3 separate regions of the Mus musculus genome follow, and regions 2 and 3 are each linked to region 1. The links are chromatin contacts, called in public HiChIP or PLAC-seq maps. All regions are on one chromosome and are shown on one strand. Each heading gives the region's core, a stretch centred on a gene start, on an enhancer-like site or on the middle of the called end of the contact. The rest is flanking DNA. Distances are from core to core; before and after follow the strand shown.

Region 1 (4,276 bases), core at 1,755-4,254:
AGCTGGATGGTATGATGGTTACACGGTAAACATACTAAAAGAAAAAATCACGTTATGACTGGAATTCATGGTAAAAAAATTATTTTTATTTTTCATTCCTGTGTATATGTGCATATCTATATTCAAATGTCATGTATGTGCAGGTGCCTGAGGCCAAAAACAATCTGATCTCCCCGAGTTTCTATTGCAGACGGCTGTGAGGCCCCTGATATTGGTGCTAGGAACCAAACTCAGGTCCTCTAAAAGAGTAGTAAATGCTCTTAACTTCTAAGCCATCTCTCCAGCTGGCAGGTTGTTTTGTAAAAGGTGACCCAATCACACTGGCATTCTTAACCTGTGACGAACCATGGACCACTCTATGAGTGGGGTGTGAATCTACTCTCAGAACTACCAGACTCCCTCTGTACTGCCCACTAAGACATCCTGTTCTATAGTTATCATTGGGCAAACTTAGTGTCACTCCATCTCCACAGCCCTTGCAGCTCTCAGAGTTTGTAGCTGAAGAGCAGAAGCATCAGGGATGATAACTATAACCAGTCCTCTAGCTGTAGACAACCAGAAGGGATGCACACCCCACCAGAAGGGAAGAACAATGTTACTCTTCCAGAATAACAGAATCCCCTTTCTTTATTTTTCTGACATCACTCTGGAGTCTCCCATTTAAACTCTCTCTTCATTATGAAAGTAAGTTCCCAAGAAACAACCAATCAAGAGCGTCTTTACAAAAACAGAGACATGCCTAGTTCAACCAGTCAAAGACCCAATATGCAGCAAGGACAGACCTATGAAGTGACTTAAAGATGAAGCATCTTTTATGTTTCATTGCACTTGGGGGTTGGGGGGGATATAAGCTTCTCCTTCTTCCGCTAGTGTCCCAGGAATGGAACTCAGGTCATCAGGCTTGGCAGAGAAAGCATAAAGCTGAAATGTAGAGAAATGGCAACCATCTTACCTACACAGCAAATCTGATGCCAAGTTGAGCAACCAGAGACCTGCCTTTAAAAAAAAAAAAAAAAACGGGGGGGGGGGGGAGGAGGGGGCTGGGGAGATAGCTCAGTGTAGAATGTGTGCTGAGTGAACACTAGCAACCTGAGTTTGGATCCCCAGCCCCCATGTGAAGTGGGAGGCCCAGGGATCCTAGAAAGAGCCTGAAATCCAAGTGCTTCCAGGCAGAGACAGGAGGACTCAGGCGTCTTAGGAATCTAGTCAAAAGGTAAGTTCCGGATCAACTAAAGAGACTCATCAAAAAGCAAGGGAAAGCCGGGTGTGGTGGCGCACCGCACGCCTTTGATTCCAGCATTTGGGAGGCAGAGGCAGGCGGATTTCTGAGTTCAAGGCCAGCTTGGTCTACAAAGTGAGTTCCAGGACAGCCAGGGCTACACAGAGAAACCCTATCCTTCTCCTCCCCCTCCACCCCCCCCCCAAAAAAAGCTAAGAAACAAACAAAAAAAGAACGTGAAAAGCTAGCCTTTACACGAGCACATAAACCTACACAGAGCCACACAGAGACCTACAACGAAATTTGGTGGCTTTTTGTTTTTGCTCTCCTTAACACCGAGAAATAAACACTGGCACCTTTAAGGAAGCTCTGGGATTTTTGGCAGGTCTCTATTGTAAAGCTAATTTTAAGGTAGAATGCTATCAGTGTAGACAGACTTCTTCCAACAAACAGTGGTCTGCTGATTAAGCCTTTGTTTTGCTAAACCCATTTCCCTTCGATTTCTATGGCCACTGCATTACTGCTGGGCTACAAACTCTCCCTCATCCCTAGCCGCTTAACCTCCTCAAGCACGCTGCACCTCTGAGAGTAACAATCCATGCTTGCTGTCGACCAACTGGTATTCTCGGATCTTATTCAGGGCCACTTCACACATAATAGCCAGATTTATGGAGCGAGCCATGGTCCCTAGTTGAAGCCCTCCAAGGACAACTTGAAACTCCAAATCTTTACCATAGCTTTAAAGGTCCCTGAGACTAATGTGTGCCCTCTTTCTGGTCCCTCAACTTATCAAGCACTCTCTCTCTCCTCAGAGTCTAAGTATTTTCTTATTCCTCAATGGAGGGGGAAAGGCGATCTTCCTCCGACTCGCTTTGAGGGCTCAACTTTTCCTTGAAATCACGTAACTTGTTCAAACCACTCCTTATAACATCTTGCCCGGTTCCTTCCGGCCACCTACTGAGACCTGTTACCGCTTTTCCCATTCTTTCTATGTAGTTGACGTCTGCCTCCGGGATCTGAGAAGTCAGTTGTAAAGAGCTAGAGGCGGGTCTAACCTGCTCAGCACCGGTACCTGGAGCTGCCCTCAGCCTCACACCTGCGAAATAGTGCATCGTCGCGTGGATGCAGGGATGGACTCAAGTGCACAGACCCCACAATCCCAGAGCCACGCGGCTCTGCCCACGGACCCTAGTGCCCCCTGAGCCAGGCCTGCCGCCCATCCACATGGCTCTTCTGCACAGGACGCATCTGTCTCAGGTACGCTTCTCCCTCCGAAGGGAGCCCCACCCTAGGCGCACGGCTCGCACCAGTGCCCAGCAAGGCTCGGGCCCAGAACCCCGGCGCGTCGCCCCTCGGCTCTCACCTATCACCTCCTGCAGCTCGTAGTCGTCCCTGTTGATGGACCAGGGCAGGGCGCTCGAGTCCTCGGACATGACGGCTGCAGCGCCTGGCTCCGTGCTCCTCACGCTCCGGGCTCTCAGGTCACCTCGCCGCGCGCCTCCCCACGCCCAGCCGCCGCCCCCAACCCGCCGCTTGGCCCAGCCTTGGGGCGCACAACGCCGGGGCGCGCGGGTCAAGCGCGGCCCCGAGGCGGAGACGCGCGGCTGCGACCGACCTCGCCTCCCGCGGCTCCGCGTCCCGCAGTCCCCGGCCCAGCCCACGAGCCGGCCTTAACCTCCGCGGCACCGCGAAACAAGCTTCTACCCAGCCCTGCCCCTCCGTCCCGCCCTCCACCCGAACCCCAAGCACGGGCCAAACTTTCCCTTCTCCCTCCACCTGCCGACACGCAGCGCGCTGACGTCACCACGCCGGGGAAGCCTGGCCGCGGCTCGCCGCCCCCCGGCCGCCATCTTGAGTGTGGCCGGACAAGAGGCAAGCGAGAAGGAAGCCGGAAAGAGTGGAAGTCGATAGTTAGAGAGCAGAAGTGCTCGTGGAGGAGTTCACTGAGGGCGTCTGAAAGCCAAAACAGAGCAAACTGCCGCAGAACGAGGAGCCACACCAAGCATGGCGGCCACTGAGTGCTAAACCGAAGGAGCGGCGCTTCCTCTAGAAGCTGAGGGAGGGGCGTTGCCCTCTCTGCTTTGCATTCATTGGTTGGTTTGAGAAAGCATGAGAACGGCAACTGGAGCGTGTGGACATCAGTCATATGTTAGTCCCGCCTCCGGGAACTTGACTCCCAGTTCCTACCGAGCGCCAAAACCTTTCAGGACCGGGTTCGCTGAGGTGACGTCACGGCGTCACGGTCACACCCTCGAGACGTGCAAACCGCGCCCCGGGGTGTGGAGAAGCCCGAGGGAGCGGCCGGGTGGGGTGCGCGGACGAAGGCCAACTAGGATAAAAGGTCTTGCGGGCTCCCGAGTGGAGCCGGAAGCTCGGCCCGTGATGACATTTTTTTTTTTCCTAAGGCGGAAGTACTCAGCGCCGCCTCCAGGATCCGGGAGGAAGCGGTTTCTGTCTTTTCTCCGCTTCGGGTCTAAAGAAACAGCACCTGCCTGGGACCTAGGTTAGTTGTCTCTGCCCAGGCAGCGCCTTGACTGTTCAGTGGTTTCTGTCACGCGACTTAGGGGTCAGCTCTAGGCCCCCGGCCCTGGCTTTTGTCATCTTCACAAAAATAAGTTCCGTTTTCTTGGCCTTAGAAGATCGCGCTTTGGTGAAACAAAACATTAAAACATCAACCTGGACAGGGTCGCTGCGGACAAAGTGTTCAGCTGAGCAGCACTGCTGAGCTCTTCGGTGGGAAGGCCATGAGCGCGTCTGGTTGATAGGACTTATGGAACATCTCAAGAAGAGGTCCCATTTGGGCCAGACCTTACAGTGCTAAGGGGATCTCAGCAAACAGAAAATGGGAGGACAGAATATTCCAGACCCGGCAAAGGTGCAAGGTCTTGCTGTAGAAATGTGTTTCAGGGCTGGAGAAATGGCTCAGTGGTTGAGAGCACTGACTGCTCTTCCAGAGGTCCTGAGGTCAATTCCCAGCAACCACATGGTGGCTCACAACCATCTGAAATGGGATCCAATGCCCTCATTTGGTATGTCTAAATACAGCTACAGTGTACT
Region 2 (4,513 bases), core at 920-3,419, 51 kb before region 1:
ACTAGACATGGTGGCATATAGCTTTAATTCCAGCAGTGGCAAGCTGATCTCTATGAGTCTCAGACTACCCTTGTCTATATAGTGAGTTCCAGGCTAGCTTGGGTTAGCTATATATAAAAAAGAAAAAAGAAAAAACAAACAAACAAACCACTGTCTTAAAAAAAATTTTAAAGCTAGAAAGTTAGTTTTGTTATAGATGTTGAGAAACTGAAATCCTTATGAATTGCAGATACAAATGAAAATACAATGATTATATGACATAGGACAATATTTCTTTATAAAAAGGTTAATGTAAAATCATCATATGATCCACCAATTCTAAGAAGATATACCCAGAAGAAAATAAGCCAGGCATGGTAACACATGGCTACAGTCCTAGCACAGAAGATGGGGGAGTCAGAAGTTCAAGCTAGCCTGGGCTATACACAGTAAGAGAGAAGTAAAAGGGGAGAAGGGAGAGAGGGGAGAAGGAAGGGGGAAGAAGAAAGGACAGAAACAGGAGCTGAGACAGTTATGCACAATTTATAACAACATTTTTCAACATAGACAAAAAGATATACAATTTGACAATTCACTGATATATCAATGTGTAAAAAATGTGATGTATGTGAATCTGTGGGTTGTATTTTTAGGTATACACTATCTCTTATAGCCACAAAACTTACACTTAAGAATGGTTAACACTGGTATATTTTCCATTACAACACAACAAAAAAAGAAATAAAATTGCTGTGAGTTAGTTAAAGAGTGGGTACGGGACACGAGCAGCAGAGCTCTGCTCACTGGACACACAGCTAGACAAAGGTCCTCATGTTCAGCACACCTTCCCATATCATAACTTCATAATTCCTCATTGCTTTTTAGGTAACAGAGTTGTATTACTTTTCATCATGTGGTATGCTGGTGTGAAAACCAACCACAATTTCTGTCTACCGTCTACCTGTAAACGGCATCAGGAATGTCTGAACTCCGGACTGAGATGGCTGGCGCCCACGTGAGGATGACTTTCTCCAGTCTACACAGTAGAAGCCATAGCTCTGCATGTGCACATCCTCAACTTCAATGAAGCCACCAGAGACTCAGACTTGCTTCTACCACCAGCTAAGATGCTGTGCTCTTGCTCTGCACCGTCAATTGGTTCTGTTGGGTGTTGTGGTGAAGGCAGTCACTTGGCATTTAGTAAGTGCTTTATGTTCAGTGCCTTACACGCCTTTGCTCTGCATCTCTCCCATTGATAGTACATGTATGTGTGTACATGGAAGGGCGCTCACCTGTGCATGTTTGTGATACTGGTTGTAGTCCTCAATCACTATGTTCATTTGTGTGTGTGTGTGTGTGTGTGTGTGTGTGTGTGTGTGTGTGTCCATCTCATTTTTGAGAGACAGCCTCTCACTACGCCTTGAGCTTGTGGTTTGGGATAGACTAGCTAGCTGGTGAGCCCCTGAAAGCCTCTGCTTTCTCCTCCAGTCAGGGTCAGACACATGCCATTGAACGTATATTAATGCTGGAATTACCCTACTCTGCGTCTTGTCTTTAGTGAAAAAGTGTCTCTTTTGACAAAAAGAGAGTTAATGGTAAAGGAATCAACTTTATGTTGGATAAAATTATTACCTTACTTCAGGATTTAAAGGTACTCGCCTAAATTTTCTTTTAAAAACTGAATATATTATCCTGATTCACTTGATTATGGTAGCAGTCTGAGAGCAAACAGAAGGAGACTGTTCAGTCAAAACAGCCATCTGTGGGAAGACATGACTTCCAGTCTCCCCTAAGCTCTAAGACTACCAGAACTGTGGGAAGACATGACGTCCAGTCTTCCCTAAGCTCTAAGACTATCAGAACTGTGGGAAGACATGACTTCCAGTCTCCCCCTAAGCTCTAAGACTACCAGAACTGTGCTCCCTAAAAGGCAGAGACTCCATGGCACCCTTGGGTTATCCCTTCCTAGTGCTGTGACTTTAAAAAGCCACTCAAGGGGACAGGAGTTTTCCTGACTCATGATTCTAGGTTATACAGCTCACTCATATTTAAGAGTCAAGGTGACAGGAACCTGAAAGAGCTGCTCACACTGTGTTTCCAGCCAAGACCAGCAAGCCACCGATGTATGTGTTCACGCTGGTACTCAGCTGACTCTCCTTTCATTCACAGCACAGCAGCTAGCACATAAAATGGTGACACCCACATTCATGGTGAGTCAGCCCAGTTCAATTAACCTAATTCAGAATACCCCACACACGCCCATAGTGTTAGCATTGTGTCTAAGCTCCACCCCACAGTTAACTGGGAACAGCCAGGTAGGCCTGACCCACTGTAAAAGGGGCTGCTCGCCCCTCCTTGCTGTGCTGCTCTCTTGCTCTCTCTTGCTCTTGTTCTTCCCTTACCCTCTCTCTCCCCATGCTCATGACCTGCTGCTTCTCCTCTTCTCCTCCCCTCCCGCCCCACATCTCTCTCTGCCTCTACTACTCTCCCCACCCCTGAATAAACTCTACTCTATATTATACCATTGTGTGGCTGGTCCCTCGGGGGGAAGGGATGCCTCAGGACAGCCAGCGAAGGCACCCCTCCCCCACATCTGACCACACCTCCATAGAACCATAGAAGGTATGCCCCTTCTCTTTATCTTTTTATAAACACATCACATAGGCCAGCCTGATCTGCTCTCTCCTCCAGTCAGGGTCAGACACATGCCGTTGCACGTATATTAATGCTGGAATTACCCTACTCTGCATCTTGTCTTCAGTGAAAAAGTGTCTCTTTTGACAAAAGCCTGATCTGCTTATGGAGACTTCTGTCCCAGGCTCTAGAGTGAGTAAGTTGACAATTAAAACCAGCCATCACTTTGTATCACCTCTCATCTGAGGTGATAACTGTTTCTCCTTTAAATAAGCACGGGCTGCTCTGAGACAGAACCCTATCAGAAGATCCTACACCTAATGAAGATGAGGAGTGGGAAAATAATAGGGAGCAATGAGTGATGCCCAGTGAAATACCTAGGTGAGATAGAGGCCATCTTTAGAGGGTGCTTACATAGAAAGATGTCCTAAGAACAGGATCATCAGATACTAAGAAAACATAAAAAACAAATAAGGTGGTTCTGCTGGCTATTATATCAAAATAAAACGAAGTACTGTGAACTGGGATGGGGGCTCAGTGGGTAAGATCCTTTCTACACAAGCATGAGGATCTAGGTCCGAATCCCCAGCACCCACACAGATGTTAGGCAGGCATGGGAGCTACACGTAATGAATGCTCAATGCTCAGGATGCTCTGAAGCAAAGGTGAAAGCATATGCATGCATCATGTGACATACACACAAACACACACTCACATTCCCGTGCACACACACATGCACGCACACAGAGTCACACAGGTGGACGCACACACAGTCGGGTACACACACTCACACAAACCAGAAAAACACGGCGGCCCTGTTCATCATTACCTGCAATCTGCACAGAGCCGTCTTCTCCTAGAAGAATGTTTCCAGCTTTCACATCTCTTCAAAGAAAAAAACACCATCAAACATTTGTTCTTTAGAATGGCAAAATTTAAGCAACTGTTTATTTACAATACATTTGCAGTATTTAAATACTGTTTTATATTAAAGAGTATTAAACCAATACTTTTTTTTAAATTTTAGCCATTTATATTATAATCCAAACATAAAATTATAAGAAGGAACATAACATTTAGACAATCTAGGAAAGTAAAGCTCACTAAATACTGACTGGGATGCCAGCTACTGACCAAAGAAAGCAACTCATCTCACCCCAATCCTTACTGCTGAAACACACAAACGGTGAGTCATTCTCTTCCCAGTTCCTCAACTCTCAGTTGTTTGTTTGGAAGTTTTGCTATATAGCTCACGCTGGTCTCTATCCCATGATCCTCCTGCCTCAACAACCCAAACACACGGGGATAGGGGTGCACTTTAAATATATTCTGAAGAAGGGGCAAGCTTCATATAATCTAACTTTTCTTTTTTTGCTTAAACAACAGAATAGGAATATACATACATATATAGTTACACATGTATATATACACACACACATATAAACATACATATATTCACAAATGTGTATATTGACATAAAATACTTCTCAAAGGAATCAGAATGGCAAAAAGTGATCTTCTTTAGACCAGAGCACTGTAATTTAATAAGATGTTTTTAAATGCTTTACATAAAAATTGAAAAGAAAGTTTAAGATCTTAAGCTTAGTATCTCATTAACATCTTACATCAATATAGTACTTTTGTTAAAATTAGTGAACACAAGTAAGACATCATGAACTAAAGCCCACAGTGCTAGCTCTCAGGCAGAAATGAGCTCGAGCCGGACTGCAGAGGAATTTCTGGTGGTTGGTTAAAAGCCATCTTTGCTCAGGAACTTGTGACAGGGTTCAGACCCACCCCTGACATACACCTGTGACTGCACATAAGAGCCCATGCTGGCCTGCAGATCCCTCAGTCTCTTTTCACACACACTTGTAAGTTTCAAGTCAGGCCCTTTGCC
Region 3 (4,276 bases), core at 1,570-4,069, 60 kb after region 1:
CTGGTCTCCTTGGTTCTCTGGGCTTTGAGTACCTGGCAGTGGTGGGGAAGATTGTATCCCTGAAGGAGATTTCTCAGCCCAAATCAGGGCCTTGGCTGGAGCAGTCCACCCTTTGATCCCTATCGCTTTTTAGCTCCTTAAACTCTTCTCGCTCAACTGTGGGTTGAAGCAGAAGGTGGTATCCGCGCTGCTGTCTAGGTGGTTACTACAGTTTGCTCTGTGGATCTCACGTGACTCGTGCTAACCAGAGGCTCCCCTTCCATTCCCAGCGTCACTGGCCGGCATGAGGCTGGAGGAAGGAGATATTGCGGTAAGGTGACTTCTCACACCTGCAGACCTACTGTCCTGGGGACTGGGGTGCCGAGTCTCAGCTGTGTGTTGGCTACTGCCAGAGGGTCTGCTGCCTCTAAAGAGGATGGAGGTCCACTGGCTTTCTTTAGGTCATTGTCCTTTGCTGATGTCAGGCATGACCCCTGTCCGCTTGACAGTGACTGCCTGCTGGGCGCAGTAGCCGAGGGTTGGAAGAGGGTTAGGCTGCTGTGAGCTCCCAGGTCTGTGGGAAGATTTCCTCAATGGCTTTTCTATATCTACCAGGGGAGCCATTTGGGAAACCATTACTTCGATGATTCGGAATTAGGCTCTAGAAAGTCCGTGATGGTGACCACAAGAGACTGACTCTGGGTAGCTGACTTTTAACTCACGTGGTATGAGGAGAGTCAAGAAAAAAAGGAGGGTCAGCAGTTATCACTTACAGTATGAGGGTCAAAGTGACTGGATGAAGGCAGGGTGGGGTGCGGAGTGCATCACTGGCAGAGGACACTTGTAGGCAAGCCCCAGGCACCTCACCCTCTGCTCTGCTCTCCTCAGGTCAGCCTGGGCACCAGCGACACCCTGTTTCTCTGGCTCCAGAAGCCCATGCCTGCCTTGGAAGGCCACATCTTCTGCAACCCAGTGGATCCGCAGCATTACATGGCGCTTCTATGGTAATCCTGGAATTTCTGGGCTGGGGAAAGAAAGTGCACACAGACCAGGCACAACCAGACACCCCCAAGCTCTTCCTACGAAATTGCCTCGTGGGCAGCTAAGGCCACAGGACACATGAGTTTTTGCTTGACAGCAGAACCATCTGGGGAAGAGCCAAAGACCTATAGGCCCCCAAGCTTAGGTGCAAACTCCACCTCCAATGCTGTCCTGGATGGCACTGGTTTTGTAAGTAAGGCGTGTGCTTCGTGGCGCTCTGACCTACATGTTTAAATTGACCCTCAGCAAATGATCTGGGGACAGCTTGCTTCCGAGAGTTCTTACAGCAGCTGCATGCTCCATGTCCTGGTCACAGGCCTTTGGTACCTGTTGGAAGCAACTTGGCTCAGAAGGCTTTTGAGCTGTAAGCATCTAGAACTACTGGAGAATATTCAGGTCTAGTTGGGCTAGTACCCAGCGCTATTGAAGAGCAGAAGCAAGGTATAGAGAGCCCTGTGTGGGTCCCTCTGTGCAGTGGCCAGCATAAACATATCCCAAGATAAGCGTGAGTCTAGTACCTTCCAGGATGTCCATGAAACCAAAGGAGACACTAAAATACTTGAGATTTGGGCTGCCTGTTATGCCCCTCCCATGGGTTGTGGTCTAGCCTGACCTGGAGACCTTCTGCCTGGGACTCTTTCAACAACCCTGTGTCCAGTCTGGGAGAAAATCCTTGCCTAGCATGGGGGGGGGGGGGCACCTGGATTCCAACCTAACATCACCAAACCTGGGAGCCCAGGGCTCATACTGTGTCTGTTTCTGCAGCTTTAAAAACGGCTCCCTCATGAGAGAGAAGATCCGAGATGAGTCGGCCTCCTGTTCCTGGAACAAGTTCTCTAAGGCCCTGAAGTCCACGGCGATGGGGAACAACGGAAACTTGGGTAGGCTGGGCCTGTGGACAGGGCAGCAAGGCTCGGAGCACCATGAGTTGGGGTGTGTAGAAGCTGGGAGGGGTGCTTTCTGTCTCCACATGTGTTCTCATGAGCTGGTGTGGGTCCCCAGGTTCTGAGGGTGCACTCACGTGGTTACCCTTGGCTGCTGCTCCCTAAACCTCCAGTGAAAGGTCAGACTCGAGTTATATCTTCGTCCCCTTGAATATCCCTGGAGATGGCATCAGAGGTGGTTTGCCACAGGATCTCCCGTGGCCCGCTCCTTCTCAGTATGCAGGTGTCTGCCCCAGACAGAAGGCAGCAGCAGGCTATGTCCTGAGGAAGGAAGGGACATGTCTCTCCTAGCATCCCTCACCTGGTGCTCAGGGTTAGTGAGACAGCTGTTCTTCAGCTGAGCTGCCAAGTGGAATAAGAGAGGTTGCCTCAGAACAGCCCGGGCCTTTCCAGTCCCCTCTGTCCCGTGAGAGAAAGGTCGCAGGATATCACAGGGCTCCTCTGGGGGGCGGGAGGAGACTGAGGCACAGATGACATAACTTTTGCTTCATCTTTTTGGAAGTTTTTTGAGAAACTGTATTTTTTTGGCTCTGAGGTGGCGACAGCTATAATCCCTTTCTGCTTTTGCTTCAGGTTTTTATTTCGATGTAATGGAGATCACCCCTGAAATTATTGGGCGTCATAGGTTTAATGCGGAAAACATGGAGGTACTTGTGTCTTTTTCGTGTGTGTGTGTGTGTGTGTGTGTGTGTGTGTGTGTGTTTACATGTGTGTTGCCGGTGTGCGTGGAGTCTTCCTGGGCTGTTCTTTGGCCGTATTCATTGGGACAGGTTCTCTCAGTCAAAGCCAGAGCTTCCTCAGGGGATTCTCCAGCTCCACCGTAGGAGGCTCCAGACTCAGGTCCTCTTGCTACCCGGAAAGCACTCTAACCAGCAGCTGACTTCCCAGCCTCAGGCACGTACGCTGCAGGCTTTAGAGCTGCATGCATTGACTCTGGCGTTGAGCCCTGTGTAACAAGCTTTTAGGGGTGCATCGCCTGCTCATCTACAGGTGTGCTCGGGTGCATTCTAGAGTTGGGGTCTCAGGAGGGGCTTAGACAGGTCCTGCCCCTCCCCCAAGGAAGAATGCAAGCAACCACAGTGCTCTGTAAGCTCCTGACAGTTCCCGACTGCTGTTTGTTGCAGGACGTTTCCTTGGTAACCGGATCTTCCACTGCACTGCAGCTCTTGGGTCCTGAAGGCAGGAATTTCTTCCTAGTGGAAAAGGCCCTTTAGAGAGACAGTGACATTTGCTTGAGGAGCCCTGGGTTCCAGGCATCATGCTTGTGATTTCACTTTCAACTCTGTGATGTAGGCACTGATAGCCCTTTTTACAGATGTGAAAGTGGAGGCTTAGCCTTCATGGCCTGCCCAAAGTCACAAGCACATAGGTGGTGGAGGAGGCTCGAACCCAGACCTTCTTGGCTAGAAGCTGTGTTTCTCTCATTTCCGTGTGACCCTTTTACACACATATGCACAAACATAGACTTGGACACTCAGTCCCTCACACTATACCTATTTTACACACACACACACACACACACACACACACACACACACACACACATGGACACCCAGAGTCCCTCACACTGTACCTATTTTACACACATGCACACATGTGCACACACACATACACACACACAGAGTCCCTCACGCTGTGCCTATTTTCTGGGGACAGGTTTCAGCATTCCCTGGGGATGTGGAGATCCGAGCACTGATTGAAGGACAATTCATGGCCAAGAGGATTCATGCAGAAGGCCTAGGCTACAGAGTCAGTAAGTAAGGGACCAGCTGGACATGTCCTGGGGTCATGTGGGGCTTCCGGGGAGGTGGGGGTGGGGCTCAGAGAGTGTCTATTCAGGTCTTACATTATAAGATGCTGTAGTGAGATGGTGGGTGGACTTGGTTCTGGGTGGGGTGAGAAAGCAACTGAGGTGCCTTAGAGAGCAGGTATAGATGTAGAGGCAGGGCGATCTGCTTCTCAGTTCTGTCACTGTTAAACTGATCGCTAGGTCATGGACTGTAGACATTAGGAGAGGTCTTCTTGTGCCCACAGCTGTGTGCTAGCTACAGATAAACATCCTAAAACTTAGTTTTTTGAGACAGGGTTTCTCAATATAGCCCTGGGTGTCCTAGAACTCATTCTGTAGACCAAGATGGCCTTGAACTTAGAGAATTGCTGCCTGCCTCTGCCTCTTCCTCACATGCTGGGATTAAAAGCAAGCCAACATCATTTGGCAGATTGTATTTTTTTAAATCCAGAAGGTCTCTGAAGCCCCCAGAATTTTCTAAGAAACAAGATTGTGTAAGCAGGGCAGAGAAGTTGGTTCTGAG

Evidence for each region. HiChIP or PLAC-seq counts read pairs in DNA pulled down with a chosen protein or histone mark.
Region 2: a contact with region 1 is called in an H3K27ac HiChIP or PLAC-seq map of embryonic stem cells, with 8 read pairs. The contact joins the enhancer-like site here to the promoter of Oxsr1 in region 1. A contact is called at or near these places in 6 of 39 promoter capture datasets (the 3T3-L1 cell line, 3T3-L1-derived adipocytes, liver and 2 more), 7 of 484 Hi-C or Micro-C datasets (B cells, CD8 T cells, Th1 cells and 4 more), 9 of 115 datasets of contacts at active chromatin or transcription factors (the HPC-7 cell line, the SCID.adh cell line, bone marrow-derived macrophages and 3 more) and 2 of 9 other capture datasets (adipose tissue and pancreatic islet).
Region 3: a contact with region 1 is called in an H3K27ac HiChIP or PLAC-seq map of trophoblast stem cells, with 23 read pairs. The contact joins the enhancer-like site here to the promoter of Oxsr1 in region 1. A contact is called at or near these places in 1 of 484 Hi-C or Micro-C datasets (rod photoreceptor), 5 of 115 datasets of contacts at active chromatin or transcription factors (bone marrow-derived macrophages, embryonic stem cells, epiblast stem cells and 1 more) and 3 of 9 other capture datasets (adipose tissue, liver and pancreatic islet).

The regions. Positions count from the first base shown.
Region 1 is chr9:119,319,423-119,323,698 of GRCm38.p6, forward strand. It overlaps Oxsr1 (oxidative-stress responsive 1), which reads right to left and starts at 3,005. Exons shown (of 18, transcript NM_133985.2): 1 at 2,583-3,005. The coding sequence starts at 2,652.
Region 2 is chr9:119,269,487-119,273,999 of GRCm38.p6, forward strand. It overlaps Oxsr1 (oxidative-stress responsive 1), which reads right to left. Exons shown (of 18, transcript NM_133985.2): 5 at 3,443-3,498. Among named protein-coding and RNA genes, the nearest start is that of Oxsr1, 51 kb to the right of the region's middle. Within about 2 kb of position 2,170, at least 25 of the 459 cell types and tissues checked have an H3K27ac peak or open chromatin away from gene starts, as enhancers often do. A contact at or near this core is called in Th1 cells, embryonic stem cells and trophoblast stem cells, where this site is marked.
Region 3 is chr9:119,379,717-119,383,992 of GRCm38.p6, forward strand. Xylb (xylulokinase homolog (H. influenzae)) reads left to right here. Exons shown (of 19, transcript NM_001033209.3): 11 at 270-310; 12 at 868-983; 13 at 1,786-1,901; 14 at 2,538-2,611; 15 at 3,621-3,717. Among named protein-coding and RNA genes, the nearest start is that of Acvr2b, 20 kb to the right of the region's middle. Within about 2 kb of position 2,820, at least 10 of the 459 cell types and tissues checked have an H3K27ac peak or open chromatin away from gene starts, as enhancers often do. A contact at or near this core is called in trophoblast stem cells, where this site is marked.